3 separate regions of the Rattus norvegicus genome follow, and all the other regions are linked to region 1. Evidence: chromatin contacts called from public Hi-C data. All regions are on one chromosome and are shown on one strand. The core of a region is the stretch at or near the end of the contact, and the rest is flanking DNA. Distances in the headings are between cores, read along the strand shown.

What was found. Hi-C and Micro-C count contacts between places; a contact is called where the count stands out from the background.
Region 2: a Hi-C map of liver shows a contact between it and region 1, with 4 times the contacts expected there. The contact joins the enhancer-like site here to the promoter of Smad7 in region 1. A contact is called at or near these places in 4 of 12 Hi-C or Micro-C datasets (the A7r5 cell line, the Rat2 cell line, Schwann cells and 1 more) and 1 of 1 datasets of contacts at active chromatin or transcription factors (oligodendrocytes).
Region 3: a Hi-C map of kidney shows a contact between it and region 1, with 2.3 times the contacts expected there. The contact joins the enhancer-like site here to the promoter of Smad7 in region 1. A contact is called at or near these places in 10 of 12 Hi-C or Micro-C datasets (the A7r5 cell line, Schwann cells, frontal cortex and 5 more) and 1 of 1 datasets of contacts at active chromatin or transcription factors (oligodendrocytes).

Annotation. Positions count from the first base shown.
Region 1 is chr18:71,261,786-71,265,439 of GRCr8, forward strand. It overlaps Smad7 (SMAD family member 7), which reads left to right and starts at 1,723. Exons shown (of 4, transcript NM_030858.2): 1 at 1,723-3,654. The coding sequence starts at 3,145.
Region 2 is chr18:71,022,995-71,026,648 of GRCr8, forward strand. All of the region lies in intron 13 of Dym (dymeclin), which reads left to right. Among named protein-coding and RNA genes, the nearest start is that of Dym, 140 kb to the left of the region's middle. Within about 2 kb of position 1,682, at least 5 of the 93 cell types and tissues checked have an H3K27ac peak or open chromatin away from gene starts, as enhancers often do. A contact at or near this core is called in liver, where this site is marked.
Region 3 is chr18:71,402,894-71,406,547 of GRCr8, forward strand. The region is part of intron 10 of Ctif (cap binding complex dependent translation initiation factor); the gene reads right to left. Among named protein-coding and RNA genes, the nearest start is that of Smad7, 140 kb to the left of the region's middle. Within about 2 kb of position 2,053, at least 54 of the 93 cell types and tissues checked have an H3K27ac peak or open chromatin away from gene starts, as enhancers often do. A contact at or near this core is called in the A7r5 cell line, Schwann cells, kidney and 1 more, where this site is marked.

The sequences.
Region 1 (3,654 bases), core at 473-2,972:
ATGTGACAAACTTGTGGTTTTCTTTTTTTTCTTTTTTTTTTTTATCATATAGTGCGGTAGGGGAATGGTCTGCAGACCTAACTCCTACCTTGACTCCTACCTTGTTTGAGTTGCTAGTAACTCAACCCAGGACCTCTAATGAATTATACTTCCAGCCCTTGAAAGTATCTATCAGGTTAGAAACAGAAGTTACTGGTCAGAACATATAATTCCGGTTGGAAGAAATAATTACAGTCCACATTTGGTAAAAAATCTTTACCCCACCCCCATGAGTTTTATTACTATCCTGTTACAATTTCAAGAGACTTTTCTTTTTTCTTTTTTCTTTTTGGTTCTTTTTTTCGGAGCTGGGGACCGAACCCAGGGCCTTGCGCTTCCTAGGTAAGCGCTCTACCACTGAGCTAAATCCCCAGCCCCTCAAGAGACTTTTCAAAAAAACCCAATAAATATGTGAGTCTGGGTCACCATGCCAACTAGTTGTCTCAGTCACATTTAACACCCTAGTACTATCCTCAGACCAGCACCCACAGGACTTTCGCTTGACAAATACCTTTTCTAGTTCCAAGCAGTCACCTGCATCTGGGGATAGCTTTCTCTGGAACCTGAGGTCAAGGGAAAAACTCTCTGACCCCAAGTAGGCCCCGCATGCGATTGAATGCTCTAAGCAGGTCTGCTCACTGGGTAACGTTCGCGCGCCAGGAGGCCGAGTGGCGGGTGCCGGAGGTCTTCCAAGCCCGGAGGAAACCTGACGGCGGCGCGCAGGCGAGCTGCACCCCTCCTCCCTCCAGGATGCTGCCCCTCGCTGCTCGTCAGCCTGCCAAATGCATTCCAGAGCTGTGCACAAGACACACTTCTCCAGGCAGTCCTAGAAACCCGAGCCCGGAGCGGGAGAGGGCGGGAGGGAGCGCGGCGGCCGCTGAGGTCACATTCGCGCCGCCTCTCCGCCCTCGGCCGCCCGGCTGTTCCCTCTAGCGCACACTTCCCAGGGCCTCTGTCCTGGCCGGTGTAAATGTCTTTGAAACAGACAGCGATCTCCTCCCCTTTCCAAGGGATCCGCCGCCAGGGCCTTAAAACAAAACGAATGAATGAAGCGCCCCGGCGAGCTCCACTGGTCTAAATCGGGCCACTGACCGGCTCATTCCGCTCCAAACTCGCCCGCTCCACGCCCCCAGCTCTTCCGATTTCCCCCTGCTCCCCCTGGGTCTCCGCCGACCCCCGGGGCCGTCTCGGCCTCCCACCTCCCTCCGCCCGTGGGTACCCCTCTGTAGACCTGGGAGAGGGTGGCGGTAACTGGGAGGGGGGTTGAAATAGCTTTTAGAAACCCGATCTGTTGTTTGCGAAACACAATCGCTTTTTTTTTTTTAAAGCGACAGGGTGTCTAGACGGCCACGTGACGAGGCCGGAGCCGGGCGCGCCACTGCGCAGTGGAACCAGCCGAGCGGAGGGACGGGTGGGGGGGCGGGAAGGAGGCGGCGGCGGCTGGGGGCGGGGGAGGGAGGGGTAGAGGGGGGAGGGAAGGGGGCGGAGGCGGGAGGCCTTGCGGGAGGCGGCGAGCCCTGGGCACATTCGCTCGCTGCTCGGCGCACAGAGGATCTTGTCCCCGAGCAGCGCCAGCAGAGCCAGCCGGGCGCCTCGCTCGGTCCGCTCGCCGCGCCGGAGAGCTGCCTGAGACGCAGCCAGCCAGCCGGCGCCACGCCGCCGAGCGCTCGGCCCCGGAGTCCCTGAGTGCGGCGCGGCGAGCCCCCAGCGGCGGCAGAAGGACTCGAGCGCCAGGAGAGGGCGGACGGGGGACGAGGAGGCTCCCGGGCGCGACGAAGAGAGTCTCGGAGGAAGAGGCTGCGAGAGGACACCCGGGCCTCCTGCCGCCACTGTCGGGTCGGGGCCAGCAGCTTATGCGAGCAGCCCCAGCGACCACCCTCGGCCAGGAGAAGGGGCACCGGCAGCCCCCACGCTAGCTAGCCTGCCGCCTGTGCCCTCGGGGGCGAGAGCTTGCGACCCGCCGGAGCCCGCCGCCGCGCCGCCCTCCCCCGCGCTGACAGCCCCCCGGGGCGCAGCCGCCGCCGCAGCATCTTCTGTCCCTGCTTCCCCAGCGCGGAGGAAGTCCCCGCCGAGGACCTGGGCCCCCGGGAGCGCAGGAGGAAAGACCAGAGACTCTAAAACACCCAGATACGCAAGATTGAAGCAGCCTAACCAGACCTTTCTGTGGATTAAAAGAAATACGATTTTTTTTTTTGACAGAAGAAAAGGAAAGGAAGACCGGCGGGGTTCAGCAAGGAAAAAAAGGGGATGTAACTCGTGGATACGGTTTTTCCCCCCACCCTTCCAACATCTTGTTCTACTTTGTAAACATTTTCTCTTTTTAAACCCCGGCTCCATCCGGTGCCCTCCAGACCTCCGAGGTGCGAGAAGGTGGTGTGTTTTTTCACTGGGGGCTTTGCATATTTGGTTTTGGGGTTTTTGAGAGACCCTCCAGACATCTCACGAGGGGTGAAGTCTACTCGGCCCCCTCCCTCAAGTCTTCGCGTGCACAGAATTCGAGGAGATCCGGTTACTAAGGATATAGAAGAAAAAAATAAATCGTGTGCCTGCCTTTTTTTTTTTTAATTGCCTGCTTCTCCCCACCCCCAAATTAAGTTGCTTAGCAAGGGGGAAAGAGGCTTTTTCCTCCCTTCAGTAGCTCAGCCTAACGTCTTTCGTTTTTTGCCCCTGAGGATCTTCCATGTAGGAAGCCGAGGCTGGCGAGCCCGACACTCGGGAGCCACTGTAGGGGGGCCTTTTTGGGGAGAGGCGTCGACCGGGGCTGCCTCGGCCGCCCCCAGGGAAGCGGCGGCCGCGTTCCTCAGGGGCACGCCGGGGCCCGAGAGCCGCGCAGGGCGCGGGCCGCGCCGGGTGGGGCAGCCGAAGCGCAGGCCCCCGATCCCCGGCGGGCGCCCCTGGGCCCCCGCGCGCGCCCCGGCCTCCGGGAGACTGGCGCATGCCACGGAGCGCCCCTCGGGCCGCCGCCGCTTCTGCCCGGGCCCCTGCTGTTGTTGCTGTCGCCTGCGCCTGCTGCCCCAACTCGGCGCCCGACTTCTTCATGGTGTGCGGAGGTCATGTTCGCTCCTTAGCCGGCAAACGACTTTTCTCCTCGCCTCCTCGCCCCGCATGTTCAGGACCAAACGATCTGCGCTCGTCCGGCGTCTCTGGAGGAGCCGTGCGCCCGGCGGCGAGGACGAGGAGGAGGGCGTGGGGGGTGGCGGCGGCGGAGGCGACCTGCGGGGAGAAGGGGCGACGGACGGCCGGGCTTATGGGGCTGGTGGCGGCGGTGCGGGCAGGGCTGGCTGCTGCCTGGGTAAGGCAGTCCGAGGTGCCAAAGGTCACCACCATCCCCATCCCCCATCCTCGGGTGCCGGGGCGGCCGGGGGCGCCGAGGCGGATCTGAAGGCGCTCACGCACTCGGTGCTCAAGAAACTCAAGGAGCGGCAGCTGGAGCTGCTGCTTCAGGCCGTGGAGTCCCGCGGCGGTACGCGCACCGCGTGCCTCCTGCTGCCCGGCCGCCTGGACTGCAGGCTGGGCCCGGGGGCGCCCGCCAGCGCGCAGCCCGCGCAGCCGCCCTCGTCCTACTCGCTCCCCCTCCTGCTGTGCAAAGTGTTCAGGTGGCCGGATCTCAGGCAT
Region 2 (3,654 bases), core at 432-2,931, 240 kb before region 1:
AGACAAACTGTGGCTGACCAGCACGAGGGTGGGGGACACACTGACATATCCTCTACTACTTGAAGAAGTACTAGATCATAAACTGGTCCTCATGAAGACTTAGTATCTTTATACAATGTGATTCTGATACGAGTGTGTGTGTGTGTGTGTGTGTGTGTGTGTGTGTGTGTGTGTGTGTGGTTTCGAGACAGTATCATGTTGACCTTGAATTGCTGTACAGTCAAGGATGACTCTGACCCTCCTGCCCTCATCACCTTTGGGTGAATGCTCACTTCTTGGACTTGGTAGTTTTGTTTGTTTGTTTTTGTTTCATTATTGCTTTGTCTTGTTTCAAGTGTGGTCTACAGGCCTTGGGGGACCTAGAATCAGACTTTGTCATATTCCCTGTCACAATAAATCGTTGGCTAAAACCTTAGTGTAAACCCACCCACACTCTACGAGGGCCAATGCCTTCCCTCAGGCCTTAGCATACCGTAATACACCGTACTAAGGCCTAATGTCTTCCCTTAGCTTAAACCCACCCACACTGTACTAAGGCCTAGTATCTTCCCTCACCCCTTAGCATAAACCCGCCTTATAGTATACTACAGCCTAGTGCCTTCCCTCATACCTTAGCATAAACCCACTGACACTGTGCTAGGACCCAATGCCTTCCCTCTGCACATACTTGCGAAAAACTAGCCACTTGTTGGATGGATGTAATTTTGACATGAGAAAACCAGTAGCAGTGGTTATGTAAACCTGGCATTTACTTTAAAATGAATTAAATGAGCTCATGACTTCAAACAGGACAACTATGGGTGTTGGTTGCAGAGTTAAGAGCTTTCGGCAGAAATCAGAATTGAATTTGCTTCCTGGTAATGTTGACACTGTAACACCAGTGATGCTGGTAATAAATGTGGGGTTTGGAGCACACCGTGGAGTAAGTGTGTCAGCATTTAGGAGCTGTTTTGTAAACGCATTGAAGCAAGATTCATAGTCATTTTCATATGACTAGAGAGTTATTCTTTATTAACTAATATTTATGTCCACATAAAAAGTTTTCATTCTTAATTTAAATGAACTAATGCATATTTTAGGTTGCTCTCAATTTTAAAATCTGTCTGTGTTCATTGATAAAAGCATGGTGTGGAGTCCTCAGAGATCTTGGAGAGCCCAAGGGCCAGGCCGTGAGTGAGATCCTGTGCTTTAGCGCCCTTTCAGAAGGCAGCACGAGGGGAGTGTGTGCGAGTATGTGAGCTGCAGGCCGCTGCAGGCTCTAAACATCTGCTGTCTCTGAATTAGTTATGTCCTTACTTCCTCCCGTCAATATAATCAATACTTAGCTATACATGCATTATTCATTTTTCCACTTAATAAATATTTATTGAGAAAATAGTTATCAGGGAGTTGGAATAGAGAGGGGCTATATATAGTCCGTTTTTAATCTCTGGGGAACTCGTGGGCTCTTACAGAGCCATGCATGGCAAATGTTCTTAAGTTTACTGTCCATCTTGCCCTGGTCTGGCCAGACATGTGTTGTCTGTTACTGTGTCCCGGACCCCCTGCCTACACAGTGGCCTAAAACATGGGCTTGTCGTGATCCCTCTCAGTGCAGGGGATTGATTGCTCGGCTGGATGGCATTGCACTTGAAGTCTCTTGCACAAGTGGACTGGTTCGATCAGCTCTCTGCCAGGGGCCCGTTGCAGGGTTGACTGGAACACCTCAGTTCTCTGGGTGACCTCGCCATTGGAGCGTGAGCATCTCATAGTACTGCAGCCAGGTTCCCAAGCGGCAGGGTCCCAGGAATGGCAGGAGCTCTTTGCTTTCCTGCAACTTCCACCAGTATCTGACAGCATTGTTTCTACCTCATAGTCTTTGCATTTTTCTCCCCTTGATTCATATTTGCCATACACTTTTGCCTGTGTTTGTTTCCTCTGAGAAGGAAAGGCTCCCTGCACCAAGGTGCCTTGATTACAGGCAGTGCAGTAACCACGTACCTGAGGAGGCCAGGCCAGGGCTGGCTGGATGCTCATTCAGGCAGGGCGCCCTCCGCTGGCTCAGCTCACGGAGAATGCTTGGAAGCCTAGTACAGCCGTTCACTGTGCCGGATTAATTCCCTGTCCACCGCCGCCTGGTGTCCTCTCGGGAGGAAGTTGGATAAGGTGCTGCAGCAGAGCTCCCCTTGGTGGTGCTATCGCACCACAGCTGCCAAGGAAAAGAGCTTTGGGATCTCACTCTTTCCAGCAAGCATTTCCTTTGATGCAGCGGCGCACCAGGCCGTGGGTTAGACTTCAGAGAACTGGTCACGCTCAGTACTGTCTCAGAAGTCAAAAAGCAAATACCTGATTAGCCAAGTCCAGCCCAGTTCCACAGCTGCCTGTGAGTACCCTGAACCTGGGTACGGCCTGGTTTGCCTAGAGGCTGTGTGCTGGTGTGCTGAGAAGAGCCGATTTTTAAAGACACAGTTTCCTCTACATAGGAAAAAAAAATGCAATTTCCCGTCACATTAGGCAGACCTGTTTCTGGGTTCTCCGGCTGTGGTGGTGGTGGTGTGCTCATCTGTCTGCAAAAGCATAGGCTTCAGGCTTTGCAGCTCTCTCAGTGCACGTTTGCTCAGGGCAGTGTACTGAGAGGTGGAGTGCCATTGGGGAGAAGAGGGTTGGGGACGGGATCATTATGTGGAAACGGTGAGACATGGGTGGCTGGAGACATGGCTTAGCGGATGCTGAGGACTGGAGTTCAGACTCCCACTGCGTCCACATAAATGCCACTAGATGTGGGGCTCACTGTAATTCCAGCTCTGAGATGGCAGAATTCTCCAGAGCTAAAGGCCAGCTGGGCTGGTTGAAATAATGAAGTCCAGGTTCAGTTGGAAGATCCTGTCACAGTGAATAAGGAGAGAAATGGAAAAGACTGTCAGCCCCAGGCCTCCACAAACAAAACACCAAGGTAGAGAACAGTGTGTGTGTGTGTGTGTGTGTGTGTGTGTGTGTGTGTGTGTGTGTGTGTGTCTGTCTGTCTGTCTGTCTGTCTGTCTCTGTCTATCTGTGTCTGTTTAGTGTATATATGGGGAGAAATATAGTCATTTGTCTGTACATGCAGAAACTTTGGAAGGATATACAAGAAACCAAAACAAATAGTTATGGGGTGGGTAGAGTGCCAGACTTCACACTGGCTATTTCTCATTGGCCTCTTCCCAGGTAGACTCCAGGAGGTCATTGGTTGTCACTTTGCTCTCTGTTTGTATTCCAAGTACCCACAACAATGCAAGCCATAAAATGATAATTTTAGAGTAAATGTTTGCTCCAAACCAGCAGTTCATAGACAGCAGAACCATATACGTATATTGTAGAAAATACAGACCAGCGGGAAGCTCGATAAGCCAGCTCCCAGCAGGTCCTTACTAGTTCCAAGCCCCTTGACTCTTGTGCGGGGGATGAAGTCCAGCGTCCAGCTCCTCTACATGCCAGGCAAGTGCTTTGCGCTGAACAATGTTCCCAGCTCCCACGAGCTCCCATGGTATATGTTACTCTACATAATTTTCTGTTCAATTAATCATGGTTTTAAGTAAAAGCTAGTCTATATTAGATGAAGAGTTTTATAGGCAAGTTCCACAGGATATGACTCATTCATGCTCCGTGTGTAAACGTGGTGGTCCCAAGTTTAACCGA
Region 3 (3,654 bases), core at 803-3,302, 140 kb after region 1:
TTAAGTGCCAAGACAGTAGGAGACCTGTTGTCTCAGCAAAGGCCAACCCTGCCCAGAAAGAGCAATGAGTGAACTTCTGTACACTTCTCCTAAGAACAGCTTAGGTCTGTATGCTGATTGTGGAAAGCCCTCTGCTAAGGTACCCTCAGCTGGTCCTGCCTGGGTGGCCGAGTGGTACTTTGTATTTGACAAGGCCACTTGCAGAGAGAAAATATCGACTAAGGACTTAAAACTCCAGACAGTGGCCATCAAATACATATACATACATACAAACATTCATACATACGTTCATACATACATACATACATGTGTGTGAGTGTATGTATGTGATATTATATTAACCATACATACAAACATACATACATACATGTGTGTGAGTATATGTATGTGACATTATATTAACCATACATACATACATACAATGTGTGTGAGTGTATGTACATATTATATTAACTATACATACATACATGTGTATGTTGTATGTGTGTGTTATATGCGTGTGTGCATGTATTACGTGATATTATATAACCATACATATATACATATGTGTGTGTATGTGTGTGTGTGCGTGTATGTACATGATATTATATTAACCTGGAGTGTGTTACAAAATCTGACCCAGAAACAGGAAGTGGCAACCAGGCAAAGTTCCTGCTCCTGCCCACTGCCCCTCTCTATTTGGGACTGCAGGATTAGACTCCTCTTCAGGAATCTAAGTACCAGCCTTCTTTACAAGGCACAGGAGACCAAGGCGCCTATGTGGTTGGATCAGTTCAGCCTGGAGGATCAGAAGAAAGGACCCAAACCCTAGGCCAGGCTGAGCTGCCCTTTCATGCCATATCAGCTGCAGCTTCTCGGAGCCCGGACATCTGACCCATGTTCCTGTGGATGCCCTGTGGTACAGGATCTGGGCCAAGGAAGGGCAAGCTATTGCGAGGCCCCTGGGGTAGGTGGCACTCAGCCCCCCTCCCCCCTCGCCCCACGCTGCATGCTTTAAATAGCTCAGCTTCTCTCAGACTCATAGACTCACAGTCTTGTCACTCTTGCCAGCTCCTTCTGAGTTTCCAGATCATCTGGCTGCTTTCCAGGTCGGGGACATGGTGGAGCGAGAAGGTGACCTGGCAGTTGAGGCTTAAGGGAGCAAAGCAAGGTGCTTCCCCACATTTCTGAGCAGTTGTCATTTGTCTCCCGGGCAGGCAGACCCCTGGCTACCACGGGTGAGTCTTTGTTCAGCTTTCTTGTCTCCCTGGAGGAGTCCATGCTCAACCCAGGCCACCTGCTCCCTGGGAGGACGACCTAGGAACGAGCCTCCCACCCAGGGAGAAATCCCTTCCTGCCTCGTTACTGATGGAGTCACCTTCTTGGGAGCCTCAGGGTCCATATCTGGCACTCCCTCCTCTGCCTCCCATGGCAAGGTGCTCTGACCAAGTCTTCCCTAAGCAGACCAGGGGAGATAGCTGTGCCCATCATTTTGAGTTTTTGCATGTGGCACTCTACCATTTACCAACCATTTTCACACCCTTATTTCGTAAGAACTTTCCAACCACCTGGTGGGCAATGCAGGGGAAGGTATAAATAATCCCATTTTATAGTCAAGGAGACCGCGACAGCCAGAAATATTAGGGGAAGTATTCAAGTTCATACGTCAAACGAGTGGCTCAATCAAGCTGAAAGCTGGGCCTTTTTTTTTTTTTTTTTTTTTTACCATTTCCTCTGTATTAAGGATGCTGCCCACCCCTGCCAACCTCCCCCTCCCCTGCCTTCTACTCTTTGACCAAGGGAGCAAGGGGGAGACCAGCACAAGACATGGGGAGGAGGCCAGGGACACGTGTCCTCTCTCCCAGGCCCTGAACCCTGCTGCTGGCTCCATGGGTCACTTTCACAACCCAGGACAAAAATCTCACTAGATACGGCCTCAGACCGCCTGGCTCCAGTCGCCCTCGCCGGCAGACGCAGACGCACACAGACACACAGAGAACACGCTGTTATCTCTCCGCTCCAGCCGGTTTCCTCCACTTCTCAAACAGCCGATTTCTTCCAGCCTGGCTGCCTCCCCTGGTCACCACCCACAGCCACTGGCCCCTGGGGACCAGCCAAGGCCCCCGCACCCTCTCTGCCTTAGACTGTGCCGCCGAGTCCCTGCTAATCAGACGGTTGCCTCTGCCCTCCCAGCCATTGCCCCCAGAGTTCCCTGGAAATGTCCCTTCTGCTTGGCCCAGCCCCCACGGAGTTTTGAGCTTTGTCTGCACACACAGCTGACTTGTGTTTGCAGGGACAGACAGGGGCTGGCGCTGGGGTCTGAGCCAGCAGGAGCTAGGACGGTAGAGCAGATGGGGAAAACACAAAGTCCAGAGAACAAACTTTTGCAAGCGAGCCCTTTAGGGTCACTGACTGGGGAGACTGACAGCAAGAAAGAGAAAAGGAACTTCATGACAGGGTGGGTTTGCCTTTAGTGACTTCCCCTAGGGAGCATTTTTTTTTTTTTTTTTTTTTTTTTTTGGCTGCTTGGCTTTCTGAGATCTAAGTGTAGGAAAACCGGGCCAGACAGTGGAGGGGTGGGATCACAGAGGGAACAGGATCATGGAAGGGTTGCTGGCTTGAACGTCCCTCCTTTCTTGGGTCCTACAGAGTACTCTGTCCCCAGTCATACACAGGGAGCTCAATAGATGCTTCTCAAGCTGAGCTGGCCCCTGGCCAGTTTGCCCCTCTGGGACTTTCCTATCAACCAGCTCCCACTGCCCCTTCTGTCTGGACAGGGAGAGGAAGCATGGGGAGCCGGCAGCAAGACCCGCACCCCATATCAGTGTATGCTCAAGTGCCCGGCACGAGAACTTCCCCTTTATCAGGCAGAGGAGCCAAGGTGTCTGTGGTGGGCGGCCAAGTTTACAGGGAGAAGATATATGCTAACAAGTGAAGGCTACTGAGGTGTGTGTGTGTGTGTGTGTGTGTGTGTAATGTGTAGCATCCCTCACCCTCGAGTAAAACCCCTTCTGATCTTCCCAGTTTTGAGCCCCGAGCCACTTAACATCCTTCTGAAATGCAGCCACGGCCACCTCGATGTACGAGGTCACGACAAATCGCATAGCAGTGGGGGTTGTAAAAAAAAAAAAATAAAAGGCAGGGCCACAGCTTTGGACAAGGCAGCTCTTTGTCTGGGCAGCTCAGGCTGCTTGTGTGAATACCCCAATGGCCTCCAATCATTAAGGGTGCACAGTTCTTGCTGTCTGTCCGTCTGACTGACTGTCTCTAGTTCGTCTTACAGTATAGGCTTAGCCTTGGGGGCTTGGGAAGAGAGTCGTTAAAGATGTGTACAAGCTGGTAACAAAAGGAACAGGGTCCTCTGAGGGAATTATCTGCCTCCTCGGGCCTTCTGCAGACTTGATGTGCCCTAACTATTCAGGCTGCTCAAAGACACAAGAGTACCCCAGCTACCTGCAGACCCTCCCTGCCATCCAGAGCGATCCAGCTTCAGCCTCTAGCCCCCCCACATCCCTGCCAGAAAAGGGACAGCCCAATGAATCCACCATTTCTTTTTCTTGCCTTCGTGAACCATACAGAAAGGAGGTAAGGCCCAGCCGGGTCAGCTCGCTGCCTGTTCAGAGAGAGAGAGAGAGAGAGAGAGAGAGAGAGAGAGAGGGAGGGAGGGAGGGAGGG